2 separate regions of the Zea mays genome follow, and region 1 is linked to region 2. The links are chromatin contacts, called in public Hi-C maps. All regions are on one chromosome and are shown on one strand. The core of a region is the stretch at or near the end of the contact, and the rest is flanking DNA. Distances in the headings are between cores, read along the strand shown.

Region 1 (2,700 bases), core at 141-2,640, 340 kb after region 2:
ACTAAGGTGATCCTACAACCTGTAAGGTTGGAGGACAATTGATAAAGCATGTAACCTTCTAGGTGGGAACTAATGCTAAATCCGAGGACTTGTCAGAATGTAATGTGACTGGATAGCATAGCAAACTGATTGAGCAATGCTGAATGTCAAAATTAAGACCAAACCCGCTGTTCAGTTGCCTTCAACCAATTCGCCTCTGAAGTTCAACCGTACTACGGCCTCTGTTTGACACCGGGGATGAAACCATGAGACCAGAGTCGAGCTCGCGAGGTGGCTACCGTACCGAGAGGTTGAAGAGCACGATGGAGACGCCGGTGAGGAGGCCCACGAGGCAGGCGGCGAGCGTGACGAGGTCGCGGCCAGCCACTGGCTCCTCCGGGGCCTCCTCCACCTCCTCGTCTCCGCGCGCGGCCTCGCTCTCCTCCTCCGTCACCGCTCGTCGAACGACCCGAAGGCGCGCGCTCCCGCCGCGCCGTGACGACAGCTCCAGAGAGCGGCCGCCCGCGCGGCGCAGGCGGAGGAGAGTGGGCGCGGAGTGGGGCGAGGCGAGGAGGATGAGCGAGGACAAGGAGGGGGCTGCGAATGCCGCCATGGGGGGCTCTGATCGTTCACCGGCTATCTCAGCCTCATCTCGTAAATCGTGAATTGCGCGCTGAGCCACTGGCTCACGAAGGCAAAGGGTGAAGGGGGGGAGAGAAACGGCACGCCGGCAAGCGAACGAACTACTCCGAGTTGCTGACTTGCTGTACCGTCGCTCGGCGGAGGCCGGAGGGAGCCGTTTTTTTCTTTTTCTCGCTCGTTTTTTGCGTGGCCGTGAACCCGCGACGCGTCCCGTTTTATCCTCGGAGCCTGCCTCGCTTTCTCTCTCCTCTGCCGCACAAGCATGCTGCTAAACTAAGATGGGCCCTGGACGTTGGCGATGCTAGCCTGCTGATCCGTTGGGCCTGGCCCTGGACGTTGGCGATGCTAGGCTGCTGCCAGCTGACGCTCTATCTTGGGAACTCTCACTCCTACATTGGTCTTGCTCGCAACCTTCATAAACCCAAAAAGTTCACCATTTCTAGAATCATTTTTTTCAACATAGTTTTGTTTGGATCTGGCCATGATAGTGTCGAGGACGAGCTGCCCCAAGTCAACATCGGCGGTCAAGACCAAAAACTGACCGCAGCAAACGTTCACTCCGATGACACACTGCGTTGCCCATCCTCATTTCCGTCGCCCGGAACCAGGCATCTACCAACCGTACAAAATAACAAAGCTGGTAGTGACACGCGGACAAGGGAGGTAACGCTCTTAAATTATATGCTTGTACGTAGCATACAAGCTGCGTGCCTACAAATAAAACTCATAGGCGACCACACCGGCGCGTACGTGCACAGCATGGCGCATCAACATCACCACCAGCACAATGGCCGGCACGGCGGCGGTCACCGCCTGGAGACGGTGATCGACATGGCGCAGCAGCAGCCGGAGAAGCCAGCAGGCGTGGGGCGGTTCGGCTTCACGGGCGGTCTGGAGTTCACCGGCCTCACGTACACGGTCGTGAAGAAGCAGCGCGGCGCCGGCGGGGAGTGGGAGAAGAAGGACGTGGACCTGCTGCACGAGATCACCGGGTACGCTCCCAAGGGGTGCGTCACGGCCGTCATGGGCCCCAGCGGCGCCGGCAAGTCCACGTTCCTGGACGCGCTCGCCGGGCGCATCGCCAGCCTCGACGGCCGCGTGGCGCTGGACGGCGTCGAGATGAGCCCCAGCCTCATCAAGCGCTCATCGGCCTACGTCATGCAGGACGACCGCCTGTTCCCCATGCTCACCGTCTACGAGACGCTCATGTTCGCCGCCGACTTCCGGCTCGGTTCCTCCGTCTCCGCCTCTGACAAGAAGCTCCGCGTCGAGAACCTCATCGAGCAGCTCGGCCTCACCGTACGATATTTTTTTTTTGTAGTATTATTAACCGCACCCACACACACTGCAACTGTTGCATTACTCTTCTGCTTCAAAACAGAACACACTGAGACACCTATATATCATGCATGCAGTCCTCGAGAAACACGTACATCGGAGATGAGGGCACGAGGGGGGTGTCCGGCGGCGAGCGCCGGCGCGTCTCGATCGGCGTGGACATCATCCACGGGCCGGCGCTTCTGTTCCTGGACGAGCCGACGTCGGGGCTGGACTCGACGAGCGCGCACAGCGTGATCGAGAAGGTGCACGACATCGCGTGCGCCGGTAGCACCGTGGTGCTCACCATCCACCAGCCGTCCTCGCGCATCCTGCTGCTGCTGGACCACCTCATCATCCTGGCGCGCGGGCAGCTCATGTACAGCGGTGGGCCCAAGGAGGTGACCGCGCACCTTGGCCGCATGGGGCGCAAGGTGCCCAAGGGGGAGAGCTCCATCGAGCACCTCCTGGACGTCATCCAGGAGTACGAGCAGTCGGAGTTCGGCGTGAAGGCGCTGGCCGAGTTCTGCCTCACCGGCCTGAAGCCGCCCAAGCTCACCGCCACCTACGGGGCCGAGGGGCTGTCCACCGTGTCCAGCATCGTCCAGACGCCAATCTCGGGTCCCGGCGGCGGCGACGACGACGACTTCGATCGCAGCCTGAGGAGCCAGCACTCCAAGTCTCCGTGGAGCGGCGTGCGCCTGACGCCGTCCCGGCGCCCCAGGCACAAGGACCAGCAACACGGGAGGCCAGGCCCCGGCC
Region 2 (3,033 bases), core at 239-2,738:
AATAGCCTTGGAGCTTCATCATCTTGGTCCAAAACCAAGTAGCAACAACACAGCTGCACAAGTCCAAAACAAGAGAGAGGGAACATTTACTCTTTTATTTCTTTACAGAGACACCAACAATCATCTGCATCAAGCAACAAAGGGCAAATAATCAGTATTGTGCAAAAGGAACTAGCAATCTCCATAGATCAGGGCCAATAAACAGCATAACAGAACAATGATTCGGCTCATGCCAGGATTCTTGAGTAGGAAGTAGGAAATATATATAGAGAAACTACATGTAGGTAAGTTATGATGTAGATCCCAATTCTAAACTTGGGCAAACAAGTTAAGAGGAATAAAGTTCTGAACATATCATGTAACATCAATTTAATCTGCTAGCTATACTCTGTATGATTTTTCACACGCATGGTATTGTACAGAACAAAAATAATTCCTAGGAAGATAAATTTGGGAAATAGCCAGCATTACACAACTTGATCTCAGTGAAAAAATGGTAACCCTAACGTGTTATTCTGGTACGTCAAGATAAAACACTTCATTTTAAATGTGACAAAATGAATACGTTATGGACAAAGTCGCATACATCAATCAGAGCTGGTTGGGCCGTTGGGGGAACTTGTTTGGCAGTCGCAAAAGAATCCAAGATGTGTATAATGGCACATTTTAGAGTGACTAGGACCCATTTCCGTATTTCTCACGTCTTTACGGATTCCTTTATGGTCCATAAATATGTAACCCTTAGTCTGTCATATTATAAATCGAAATGTACTGTAACTCTCATGGTAAGCAAGGATGTTAGGATGGAGTGATACGAAACAACTATAAGCCATAATCCAAAATACCACGAAGATTACACAAACCTTGTTTAGTGAGGACAAGATGTGGTTTCCTAGGGCCCTGCATATCGACAAGGTCATTGTCGCTGCTGTGTGCATTCTTCATCTCCGAACAACCAATAAGATTTGACTTTTTCGTTTTTTATATACAAATTAAATTTCAAGCTCGTATTTTCTGATGTGATTGAGGACATCATAAATTATATCAGAAAAATATGTTAATATTTATTATTATTATTTTATATTTAATTTTGTATCATTAAAATTATTATCTTCTCTGATCTATGACCAATGAAAATAATTATAAAAATAAAATATTTTTTCTAGACTAAATTATGATATTAACTACTAATCAACAAAATTTAAATTGAAAACTTAGTTTAGAAATAAAAAGATAAATTTTGTTCAAGGGATAAATTGAACTAACTCAAATGAAATGATAGAGGGTAAAATGAATTAAAAAATATTTTTTTAACTAGCGCGACACTCCGAAACTAGACCGTCGTGGGTCGATCCGATGGAAATTCTCGGGGCCTGATCACTTTTGGCCCAACGGACCCATGCCGTCTGCCAGCAGCCAACGCCAAAAGCGCTTGGGAACAGGATGAGGTGTGGGAGTGGGACCGTCAGAGACTCGGCTACCTCTCCTGCAAAATGGCTATGGCAGTGGCTTCCTTCGTCGCCGCTTCGCACCACCACGGCAGTCACCTGGCCGCCGGCGTCCCCTTCTCCGCGCGAGTAGGCAGGAGCTTAGGCCGCAGTGGCGTCACCATCTACATGAGAGCCCAGGTGGACGTACAACCGAGCTAACTTCCTCTCTCTCTCTCTCTCTTTCTCCTCCCACAGCTGGCAGCATCCCCCAATTCGCACACACTTGCCCTTGTTTTACTCTGTTCCATTCTCTCGCAGAAGAAGCGCAATAGTGAATCTGGGAGCAGTAGCGGAGGTGGGGACGTGCGGGCCAGCAGCGGGCGGCGAGTGTGGCGTCGTCGGAAACTGGTATTTGCATCAACCAAACAATGCTTGGAATTCCATACTTATCTCACTCGGCATGGTAGCGAATTAGCACGCTAGAAGGAGAAGTTTTCTACCAAATTTCGGAATCAGTATAATCTATACAAGGTTTGAAGGCAACATTCCTGTAGCGCTGCAGCTGCTGCAAAGCGGTACAAAACAGTGTTGCAAACAGCAACAGCTGCAGCCTTACAAAGAAGTGCAGCCGAGTGGCAATTATGTTTAGCAGTTTAGGAGGCCCAAAAAGCATCATCGGCGCTGTAGTTCCAAGATCATCAGTACTAGCTGTTCCAAGTGACAATTCCACTTCTCTTTTGGGTTAACAATGTAGCCTTATTCACCATTGGTTCATTAATTAAGTGGACCTACAGGCACAACTATGGCATTGACATGCCACAGTTGTTTATGCAAACAATAGAATGCAAATTGCAATGGATCTCTGTAGCAGTCACGTCTGTCTATGGTTATGCACGTGGGACAATCGTTTATCACCCTTTTGAATTCACAGCATTTACTAACCTTCCTCTATGCGTCACACTTAACTATGTATCATACTTGCAGACCAAAGAGGATGACATGTTGCGTTACAAGTTGGATCGTATCCCTTTTCTAGAGGAGAAGGTGAGAAAAGTAAGGGAGAATGGGAAGATCATATGCCTGGACATTAATCAGCTGATGTTATCTCAAGAGAATAGATTTGCATTCACCATGGAGGTGGCTGAAGAAGCTAATGTCTATCTTGAGAAGAACAGGCATGAATATGGGCTGAAGAAGCCTATACTGCATGTTCTCAGTGACCGCATGAATGAAGCTGGGTTTTCTCGGCCTGAGGGTTACCTTTATCCTTATCCTATTAAGCCTGGTCCTTATTTCATTAAAGAGGAAGGAAATTGAGTAAAATCACGTGCTACTTGGTAAGTGCATTCGACAATTTTACTACCAGGTGTTTCTTTTTGTACAGTTTTTCCTTTTCCTTTTATCAGTCTGTCTGTTTCATCAGCTGTACCTTTGGGATGAGTGTGGTGTCAATTGACATGCAAGAGGGCCTGTGTAGTCAAAATTTGAAGAAAAAGGGATGAACTCACAAGTATCGTGCTACATTTATCACCTCACAAAATGGTCCATGGATGATGCGCTGTCTCAAGTATGTTTTAGCAATTAGCAGTACACATTTTCGGGT

Evidence for each region. A called contact is a pair of places that touch in the nucleus more often than the background predicts.
Region 1: a contact with region 2 is called in a Hi-C map of tassel, with 2.7 times the contacts expected there. The contact joins the promoter of LOC103652525 here to the promoter of LOC100273331 in region 2. A contact is called at or near these places in 5 of 25 Hi-C or Micro-C datasets (endosperm, leaf, seedling and 1 more) and 2 of 3 datasets of contacts at active chromatin or transcription factors (leaf and seedling).

Annotation. Positions count from the first base shown.
Region 1 is chr3:210,344,215-210,346,914 of Zm-B73-REFERENCE-NAM-5.0, forward strand. It overlaps LOC103652525 (ABC transporter G family member STR2), which reads left to right and starts at 1,391. Exons shown (of 3, transcript XM_008678085.2): 1 at 1,391-1,920; 2 at 2,037-2,700. The coding sequence starts at 1,453. LOC103651283 (chloride channel protein CLC-e) reads right to left here and starts at 738. Exons shown (of 8, transcript XR_002268197.2): 1 at 284-738.
Region 2 is chr3:210,003,244-210,006,276 of Zm-B73-REFERENCE-NAM-5.0, forward strand. It overlaps LOC100273331 (Protein PLASTID TRANSCRIPTIONALLY ACTIVE 7), which reads left to right and starts at 1,489. Exons shown (of 4, transcript NM_001360238.1): 1 at 1,489-1,628; 2 at 1,749-1,838; 3 at 2,415-2,767. The coding sequence starts at 1,494. The coding sequence ends at 2,747. LOC103651277 reads right to left here. Exons shown (of 3, transcript XM_008676903.3): 3 at 3,033.